Regions from separate parts of the Sus scrofa genome. Here region 2 is linked to region 1. A link is a contact called in public HiChIP or PLAC-seq data. All regions are on one chromosome and are shown on one strand. The core of a region is the stretch at or near the end of the contact, and the rest is flanking DNA. Distances in the headings are between cores, read along the strand shown. Region 1 has its middle 100 kb from the start of JCAD. Region 2 has its middle 25 kb from the start of SVIL.

Evidence for each region. HiChIP or PLAC-seq counts read pairs in DNA pulled down with a chosen protein or histone mark.
Region 2: a contact with region 1 is called in an H3K27ac HiChIP or PLAC-seq map of skeletal muscle. The contact joins two enhancer-like sites. A contact is called at or near these places in 2 of 47 Hi-C or Micro-C datasets (embryonic fibroblasts and skeletal muscle) and 2 of 2 datasets of contacts at active chromatin or transcription factors (alveolar macrophages and skeletal muscle).

What each region holds. Positions count from the first base shown.
Region 1 is chr10:41,008,518-41,013,806 of Sscrofa11.1, forward strand. No RefSeq gene overlaps it. Among named protein-coding and RNA genes, the nearest start is that of JCAD, 100 kb to the left of the region's middle. Within about 2 kb of position 2,019, at least 1 of the 83 cell types and tissues checked has an H3K27ac peak or open chromatin away from gene starts, as enhancers often do. A contact at or near this core is called in skeletal muscle, where this site is marked.
Region 2 is chr10:41,148,451-41,153,757 of Sscrofa11.1, forward strand. No RefSeq gene overlaps it. Among named protein-coding and RNA genes, the nearest start is that of SVIL, 25 kb to the right of the region's middle. Within about 2 kb of position 3,456, at least 3 of the 83 cell types and tissues checked have an H3K27ac peak or open chromatin away from gene starts, as enhancers often do. A contact at or near this core is called in skeletal muscle, where this site is marked.

The DNA of each region.
Region 1 (5,289 bases), core at 769-3,268:
GATCCCTGTCCTCACACAGGGTTTGGTCCAAAGTCAAGGAACGCGTGGAAAGTTCAAGGAGATCAAGCATAACACAGAGAGATTATGAAACACACATGAATCCTTTCTGGAAAGAAGATTCACCACTTTTATTCTGTCTGGTGCTAGAGGTCCCATCTAGTGCAATAAGGCAAGAAAAATAAACGGATAAATGAATAGCAAATGTATAAGAAATAATGCTGTGACTACTGACAGGTGCTACAGTTTTGAACAAAGACATTAAACTGTGGGAATTAATAAGTGAATCTGGGAGTTCCCATCGTGGCTCAGTGGTTAACAAATCCCACTAGGAATCATGAGGTTTCGGGTTCGATCCCTGACCTCGCTTGGTGGGTTAATGATCCAGCATTGCCGTGAGCTGTGGTGTAGGTCTCAGATGCAGCTCAGATTCTGAATTGCTGTGGCTGTGGCGTAGGCTGGCAGCTACAGCTCTGATTAGACACCTAGCCTGGGAACCTCCATATGCCGAGAAAAGACCAAAAAAAAAGTGAATCTTTCATGGATTCAAGGTCAATTTTAAAAAATGCAATTGTCATTATAGCAACTAAAAATTAGAAAATTCAATTTAAAATGTCATTTACATAGGATTAAAAGGCAAATATCTAGGAACCAAAGGTGCTCAGTAACTCTACACTGACAACTGTAAAATATTTAGAGAAATTCAAGAAAACTTAAATAAATATTCTTATGTTCCTACTTTGGAAGGTTGACTATCATAAAGATTTTAAGGGTTCCCATTTTGGCAAAGGGGAAACAAATCCAACTAGTATCTCTGAGGACACAGTTTCCATCTCTGGAAGTTTCAGTCAGCCGGTCAAGGATCTGTTGTTGCCATGAGCTGTGGTGTAGGTTGCAGACTGGGCTTGGATCCTGCATTGCTGTGGCTGTGGTGAAGGCCAGCAGCTGTAGCTCTGATTCAACCCCTAGCCTGGGAACCTCCATATGCTGTGAGTGTGGCCCTAAAAAGCAAAAAAAAAAAAAAAAAAAAAAAAGAAGTGAACACTCACGAAGCCTGTGACCCAGTCATTCCACTCTTCGGTATATTCTCAATATATCCAGCTAAAGACATGTGGAAAAACAGCCCCAAGCTAGAAACAACACTGATAACTACATTATAGCCTATGCATACAACGAAAAATAACACACCTGATGTAAGATGAAAAGGAACACACTGTATCCTGTGACAACATGAATGAATCTCACAAACAACATTACATGATAGATCCCAGACCCAAAGAGGACATATTTCACAATTTCATTTGTAGGAAGTTCAACAACAGGCAAAGTTAATCAATAGTGGCAGAAGTCAAGAGGGGGCTTACTATGGGGAGAGAGCTAGTAAGTGTGGAATTTCTGGGGTTCTGGAAATGCACCTGGTCTAGATCTGGCAGTGGCTACAGAGGTATTACATACATAACACATGCCAGGCTGTGCTCTTAAGCATAGGGTCCTCTACACACTTGGCTATGAGGCATGCGCTGCCTCAATTTAAGAGACTGACTCATTCAGAGTTTCCATTGTGGTGCAGCAGAAACAAATCCGACTAGGAGCCATGAAGATGCAGGTTCAATCCCCGGCCTTGCTCAGTGGGTTAAGGATCCGGCGTTGCTGTGAGCTGTGGTGTAGGTCGAAGATGCAGCTTGGATCTGGCATTGCTGTGGCTGAGGCATAGACTGGCAGCTGTAGCTCCAATTAGACCCCTAGCATGGGAACCTCCATGTGCTTCGAGTGCAGCAGCAATTCCCCCCCCCCCCCCACAATATAGAGATTGACTCATTAAGTAAACTCATAGGTTAAAAAAACACTTCACCAACGTATTCTTTGTGGAAGTGATATGGGGGGTATGTGGGGATGCAGGGGGACTCCTTTATGGATCTACAAGTTAAAATACCTGATCTTTTATAGCCATACACACAACCTCCCCCTCTGCCTCTCCTTGAGGGAAGGGAAAAATGCCTGGTGATGACTTAAAATTGCTCTGCTAACCAAAAACTGCAACTGACAATATCCAGAGTTATTTCTGGGGGAAACCGATACTCTCATACACAGCTGGTGAGACTATAAATTGGAGGACAATTTGGCAGTTCCCCTTCACAGCTTTTAAGATGCATAACTAACTTTCTTTCTTCTTTTTCTTTCTTTCTTTCTTTCTTTCTTTCTTTCTTTCTTTCTTTCTTTCTTTCTTTCTTTCTTTCTTTCTTTCTTTCTTTCTTTCTTTCTTTCTTTCTCTCTTCTTAGGGCCACACCTTCAGCATATGGAAGCTCCCAGACTAGGAGTCGAATTGGAGGTGTAGCTGCCGGCCTACACCACAGCCACAGCCACAGCCACACAGGATCCAAACCACATCTGTGACCTCAAAGAATTAGTATGAAATAGAGTCCAAAATGTCCCATTTATGATGTTTACATTGATCACACATGAAAATAGTATTCTAGAAAAAACTGCATCAAATAAGATCCATTGAGAATTAAGTACACCCATTTCTTGCTACTTTTTAAATGTCAGTACTAGGAAATCTTATCATGTTCCTGTCAGTATCATATTCCTATTGGAGAGCATCGCCCTAAAGGAAGGTTCTATTGGAAAAGTAGCTGATAAAATGGATCTGGGAATGGTCTGGGCTTTGGCACATTTTGCTGGCACTGGGTCCTGGCCATCCAGGGTTCCTGCTAAGGTGTGCCTTCCAAGCATAATCCAGGTCAGGCCTAAAATCCCTTCCCTCTGACATCATCTCATTTTTTTTTTTCAGGCCTTTGCTCTGTGCCAGGAGACAGCCACCTGACCTGCTAAGCTGATGGATTAATGAGTTCTTTCTTTCGATGTCCCAGCTCTGCAATCCCACATGGCCTTCTGATGTATCTGGTGGTTCACCCTTCATTCGTTCAACAAATACCCATTGATGACTAGCTGTGGGCCAAATACACAGTTAGTCCCCCAGGCCAGAGACATCCATGTCTTCAGAGAGGCAGAGACAGAGACAGAGAGACACGCAGAGAGAATTTCAGTCATTTCAGTGCAGTGAGCAGATTCTAGAGTAGCAGAGTAGAGGGATCTATAAATACGTGGATTTGGAATCAAGGACGATGAAATGGTTTGATGCTTGGGGAGGCCCAGGGAGGCTTCTCAGAGGAGCAGAGTGTTTGGGAAGCATTTTGGATGGTGAGCAAGTGCTCTCCAGGAGAAATGATGACAGAAGCTGCTACACAAAGGAACAGTGTACAGGGAGGCACAGAGCATGGGATGTCATTGGTGGGTGGAAAATTCACGTCCCTCTAAATCCAAGTAGGACACTCTTCATCTATGGGCTTATCTAAAAGAATTCTCCCAACTCGTGCTTTCAGATACTAGAACCACTACCTCGGTGACATGTGCCCTTCCTACTTCTTTGCATCCTGATCCGCATAGGGTCAGTTTGTGAGACTTGTATGAGTTACAAGCTTGACATTGTCCAAGGGCAGGAGAACCCTGAGCAATTTCACCTGCTCAGCCCAGATGTGAGTAAGACACTTGAGAGGTTGGCATGTTTCCAGTTATTAATTAATAGAGATAGATGCACAAAGGGAAATGAAAAGTCCTGTTCTTTGGGGGGATCCTAACAGGGATGGAAAAGGATTCACCTCTCTTGGTTTCCTTAGATTCACAATTTGAGGGGAATCGTATATTAATCCCACCCCCTTGCTGCCTCCTGAGCTCATTTGAATGAAATATTCCCCCAGCACACAGCCCTGCCTTCACAAATGCTGGCTGCTGGGATTTTCTCTCTCCCCTGGAGAGCCATTTGCTTCCTTGCACATGTGGGGCTGAACTTTGCTTCTCCCCTTTCATTCTGCTTAGTAAGCAGACTCTGAATAGGGACACCTGCATCCTATTCATTCTGCAACCTGAGCCAAGGGGTAGAGAAGCTGGTGTGAGGGGCTGAGGGAGGGAGCAGCAGGGCCTCTCGTCCTCCATCCTATCAAAGGAGGCAGTGGGGAGGTTTCAGAGACAGCATCACAGGCCAATAGATAGTGATGCTTCTGGTTGACTGATCAACACACATTCAAGCTGTCACCCATGGATGGTCAGCCTGTCTGTAGCCCCTGTTTCCTTGCTACTTCCCTTTTCATTAAACACACATTTAACTCTTTCTTGGGGCCCTAATAAGACAGACAGTGGAACAGAGGACCAAACAGAAATGTACTGCTTCCTTCCCCAATGATTTAGCACTTTGAACATTTCCATCTTAAAAACATTTACATACCACTTGTAAAGACAGTGGTTATTCTTAAATAAACTCACTTCTAATTTGAAGATAGAATCATCAACATTGACACTAAATATCCCTGTCATCACTATTAGTGGTCACAGTTTCCATGTAGGCACATAAACATTTGCCAGATAAGTGTGTACCATGGCCCCACCATTTCTGGTATTTCAAAATGCTGTGGCTGGGAGCTCCTTGACAGAATGAATATGAATGGTGATTCATAGCACCCTCATCATATTTGTTTTGCTATGAGTGGACATTTAGGTCACATTTTCCATTCGTTTCTCAAGCTGGCCGTGAGCAGTGAGGTCTCAGATGAGCTTGCCTGGGGTGATGACTTGCCATCTAGCCATATGCCAAGTGTTTTGTAGACACCCCATTAATTTACACCTTTTCAGGTGGTTAGCTTATAGGAGGCTGAAAATCAAAATACTGTCCATAACAGATGAACTGATAAGCAAAATATTGTATAGACATGCAATGGAACATTTTCCTTAAAAAAGGAAGGACAGGAGTTCCTGTCATGGCTCCGTGTTAACCAACCCAACTAGTATCCATGAGGATGTGGGTTTGATCCCTGGCCTTGCTCAGTGGGTTAAGGATCCAGTGTGGCCGTGAGCTGGGGTGTAGGTCGCAGAAGCAGCTTGGCGTAGATTGGCAGCTATGGCTCTGATTCGACCTCTAGCCTGGGAACTTCCACATGCTGCCGGTTAGCCCTAAAAGCAAAAAAAAAAAAAAAAAAAAAAAAAAAGGACACCCTGACCCATGCTACAAGCTGGATGACCTTGAACTTGAGGACATAATACGAGGTGAAATAAGGCAGTCACAAAAATAGATTTATTGTAAAGTTTGCTCTTCTATGAAGTACCTTGACTAGTCAAATTAATGGAAACAGAAGGTAGGATGGTGGTGGCCAGGGATTGGGGGAGACAGATTTCAGTCCAAGAAGATGAAAAAGTTCTGAAGGTGGGTGGTGGTGATGGATGCACAGAAGTTCACATGG
Region 2 (5,307 bases), core at 2,206-4,705, 140 kb after region 1:
GAGTAACAGAAATCAACGAAGGGGTGGCTGAGGAAGAAGTACATGGGAGTGTGGAGTCTGGGATTGAACTTGATCCTCAGGATCACACCTGGCTTCCCCAGCACGGTGATTGTGTAGCTGGTGAGGAAGACCAGGAAGAGTGGCAGCTGGAGCCCTGAGTATTTCGAGAAGCCCCAGGGAATGAGAGTGACTTCCACACTCTGGTTTTCTTGGTTCCTGGGGACGATGTATAAAAGTTGATTCAGAGAAATGAGAAGTTAACTTTGGAGATGGCAGATTAAAATGAGGAAATGTGGAGAGACTTAGTGAATATCTATAAATCATGTTATGGAAAGTACTTGGTTTCAACGTTTGCATTATTTCCCAAAGTTAGAATTTACTAATATCGCAGTTTTAGAATGAGTATGAAATATGCGCAATGGGAATAATAAATCAGTTGAGTTAGGCAGAACAAAAATGGAGCTGGCCCTGTCTCAAAGGATGAGACTCAGTATTTTCAGAGGCAGTTGGCCTCATGAGTCAGACCAGTATAACTTTTTGCACCAATGCAATTTTAGCTGACATGCTGCTCTTGAAAGAAGCATGTGCCATTAAGAATCTACAAGTTCTTCCTTGCCTAACTTGTTTTATTTTGAGAATGTAGAACTCAAAAGGCAATTGATGACTCAGCAAAAAACAAAAACAAAAAACAAAAATGTTCTCTATAAACTACTATGTATAGAATGGATAAACAACAAGGTCCTCCTACATAGCACAGGGAACTATATTCAATATCTTATAACTGTAATGGAAAAGAATCTAAAAAGACTATATATGTGTATATATATATATATATAACTGAATATATAAATGTATATAAAGATATATATATATATATGTGTATATAACAATCACGAAAAAAAAAATGTTCTCTAGTTAACAAGAGTCTACTCCCTAGACTTAGTGTGGTGATCATTTTGCAGTATATACAACTATTGAACCATTATGTTGTGCACCTGAAACTAACGTCATGTTACACATCAATTACACCTTAATGAAATGAAACAAAAAATATTCTCTGGTGACCACTGAAATTATTGTTTCTGAGATAGTGGTTAATATTTGCCTTTTCAGAAGATTTAAAATAATAATGTTATGAGTGATAAATATTGTATAGTATTTAATATAAGTAATGTGTTACCTAGGTGATTTTCCAGTTCAAGAGAAGGGCCAGTGCCTAAAGTAAGATGGTGATAGCGGTGGTTCCCAGCCAAGAAAGGGCACCTGTGCATTTGGAAAAGCTCCTCTTCTGGTGCCAACAGCCTTCCTACCTACTTTCCCCTCTGTCCACCTCCATCCCACCCACGCATAGTGGCCCCGCTCAATGGGTTAAGGATCTGGTGTTGCAAAGAGCTGTGGTGTAGGTCGCAGACTCAGCTTGGATCCGGTGTTGCTGTTGCTGTGGCTGTGGCGCAGTCCGGCAGCTGCAGCTCCTATTAGACCCTTAGCCCGGGAAACTTCCATATGCCTCTGCGGCCACCCTAAAAAAAAGGAAGGAAGGAAGGAAGGAAGGAAGGAAGGAAAGAAAGAAAGAAAAAGAAAGAAAGAAAGAAAGAGAGAGAGAGAGAGAGAAAGAGAGAGAGAGAGAAAGAAAGAAAGAAAGAAAGAAAGAAAGAAAGAAAGAAAGAAAGAAAGAAAGAAAGAAATTGGAGCAAAGCAGCAACAAGCCAAGGAGAACAAAGGCACCAAGGACTGCCAGCAACCACCAGAAAGAAGCTGGACCATCCGGGCAAGGACAGGTTCTCCCCAAGAAGCCTCAGAGGGAGTGGGGCCCTTCCTACACCTTGGTTTTTGATTTCCAGCCTCCAGAACTAGAAGAGAAGAAACATCTGCTGTCTCCAGCCATCCTGTTTCTGGTGCTTTGTTACAGCAGCCAGAGGAAATGGATACAATGTGTAAACGCTTAGCTGGTCCCTGGCATAGAGAAACCACTCACTGAAAATGAGCTGTTATTATTAGGTAAATTCAAACACCTGTGCCAATAGTGTGACTTGCCACCTCCTCCCTGGCTGTTTTTCCTGCCAACATTTAACGAAGCACTTATCCTGCAGGGTAATGTGCTTTACAGTTGTCCAGAGGTCCATCTCTCCATCTGGCCTGTGGGCTCCATGAGATGGAAATCAAGCCTTAGGCAGTCTTTGAGTCTCTTAGAGCACCAAGCATGCACGAAGCATCGTAATAATAAAGACTGAGTGCTTACTATGGGTTAGAAGCAGTGTTGGGCACGGGAGTTATAAAAGATCAGGTGGGAGTTCCTGCTGTGGGGAGGTGGGTTAAGAATCTGTTATGGGAGTTCCCGTCGTGGCGCAGTGGTTAACGAATCCGACTAGGAACCATGAGGTTGCGGGTTCAGTCCCTGCCCTTGCTCAGTGGGTTAACGATCCGGTGTTGCCATGAGCTGTGGTGTAGGTTGCAGACAGGGCTCGGATCCCGCGTTGCTGTGGCTCTGGCGTAGGCCGGTGGCTACAGCTCCGATTCAACCCCTAGCCTGGGAATCTCCATATGCCGCGGGAGCGGCCCAAGAAATAGCAACAACAACAACAACAACAACAACAAAAGACAAAAGACAAAAAAAAAAAAAGAAAAAAAGAATCTGTTATGCATGGAGTTACTGTCATGGCTTAGCAGGTTAAGAACATGACATGATATCCCTGAGGATTTGGGTTTGATCCCTGGCCTCACTCAGTGAGTGGGTTAAGGATCCATTGTTGCCACAGGCTATGGCATAGTTCTCAGATGCGGCTCAGATCTGATGTTGCATGGCCCTGGCATAGGCCAGCAGCTGCAGCTCCAGTTCAGTCCCTAGCCTGGGAATGTCCATGTGCTGCAGGTGCAGCCATAGAAAGAAATTTAAAAAGAGGGGGGGAGTTCTTATTGTGGCTCAGTGGTAACCAACACGACTAGTATCCATGAGGATGTGGGTTCAATCCCTGGCCCCGCTCAGTGGGTTCCTTGGATCTGGTGTTGCCACGAGCTGTAGTGTAGGTCACAGACATGACTTGGATTTGGCATTGCTGTCTGTTGTGTAGGCTGGCAACTGCATATTCTGTTAGACCCCCTAGCCTGGGAACTTTCATATGCCATAGGTGCAGCCCTAAAAAGACAAAAGAAAAAAAAATAGAAAGAAAAGAAAAAGAAAGAAACCCACTGCAGGGCTTGGGTTGCTTCAGAGGTATGGGTTTGATCCCCATCCAGCTCCGTGGGTTAAAGTATCCTAAATTGTTGCAGCTGTGGTTCAAATTCAATCCCTGGCCCAGGAACTTCCATATGCCATGGGAACAGCAATTTAAAATTTTTTTTTTTTTAATTTAAAGGTTCTCTGACTTGTTGGATGTTTTCATGGTGAGAAGGTCGGATAGTTGAGTCCCCATGGGACTCTGGGATAAGTGCCGTAACTGCGATGGTGAGGAATGACTCATGCTCACTTTTCAGCAGAGGCTTGAGTGTGACCAAGTGGGGTTGGGAGAGAGGACAGGCTAGGGCCAGGTTTCCAGGAATGTGACTACATTGAGATGGCCTGGCGGGCAGAGCTAAGGAGTTTGAACTCTACTCCTTAGCTCTGCCCGCAATCACATTTCAATAGGTTATTTTTGGACAAAGGGCCAAGCGCCAGTCCTTGGAGGAAGGGTTCATTGAAATGTCGCTTGCGGGATGGATTAGCAATGGGATCCTGCTGTGTAGCACTGCGAACTCTGTCTAATCAATTATGATGGAACACGTAACGTGAGAAAAAAGAATGTATACATATATGTGTAACTGGGTCCCCATGCTGCACAGTAGGAAAAAATACATATATAAATAAATGATTAAAAATATATATATCTCAATATGACAGGCATCGCGTTGGTGGCTGCTGGCTCGGTGGGGGCCACCCCATTCTTTCCTGGGTCCTAAGCCACTCTGAACTCCAAGGGGAAATCCCAAATCTTCCCACATGCCCTGTTGCCATGATGTTGAGCCTTGGAATCAGGAGGTAGGAACTGAGAAGGGAGAAGATTCTAGAAGAGTCCAACAGAAATAAAACGTGACTTGGGAGTTGAGAAAGACAAAGCAAGTGGGAGACGAGAAAAAGAAGACAAATAAAGGCAGAATAGTTTATGCTGCCTGGGTCTGTGGAATCTGAAAAGCCTTGGGCCTCAGGTGGAAACCTGGGTGGGCCAGTGAGCTTACCCTGGAAGTCATGGGAAGGTGTAAGAATGGAAGGTGGCAGCAGTGCAATCGGGCAGCAGACCAGAGCTGGGAAGAGGAGGCGAGGTCCTCCAACAAGAGCTGAAACAGAATTCTCAGCAGCTCCCCAGACTCAGCACATACAAGGGGACTCAAGGAAGCCATCAATACGCAGCCAGGTCCCAGCAAGACCTTGGGGCAGCTCTGAGAAGGACCAGCATCTCCAAGAAGATGAACCCACTTTGCAGACTGAGGTTTCCCAGGAAAACCTCTCTCTGGGTCTATATGCAGACTTCTCCCAACTTGGTCTTTGTGTTTCATAGTATTTTCTACTCCCTAAATGTTTTTTTTTTTTTTTCTTTCCAATCAACTTCATTGAGGTCTGGGTTTAATTCAATAAAACACACCTACTTCAAAATGTACATGATGAGTTCTGACAAGTTTGTACACCCAAGTAACCCAAGTCGAGACACAGATCATGGGCTTCACCCCAGAAAATTCCCTTGTACTGCTTCCCACTCAATCCTTCCACCCCAGCTCCAGGCAACCACTGGTCTGCTTTCTGTCACTATAGATTAGATCTGTCTTTTCTGGAATTTCATATAAATGAAATCATACAGGACAGCCCCTTTGCTGTGTCAGGGTTTTTTTTTTTTTTTTTCTCAGCAGAATGTTTCTGTGATCCATCCCTGTCACTGTGTCTAAGCAGTAGTTTTCTGTTTTTATGGCTCACTAGCATTTCATTGTCTGATGATACCTCAGTGTGTTGATCGGTTTACCTGTGGATGAAATTAGGGTTGTTTCCACTTGGGGCTGTTACAAATTAAGCTTCTATGAACATTTGTCTACGCATCTTTCTGTGGACATGTGTTTTCATTTCTCTTGGGTAAATATTAGGAATAGGATTTCTGGGTGGAGCCTCGAAACTGCCAAAGTGCTTTCCACAGTGGTTGCAGCATTTTGCCTTCCCACCAGCAACGGTGTGAGTCCCTTTGCTAGGTCCTTGCCAACACTGGCTATGGGCTTGGTATGTCTTTTTCCCTCGCTCTCTCTCTTTCTCTCTTTTTTAAAAATTTTTAATTTTTAAAGGAGTTCCCGTCG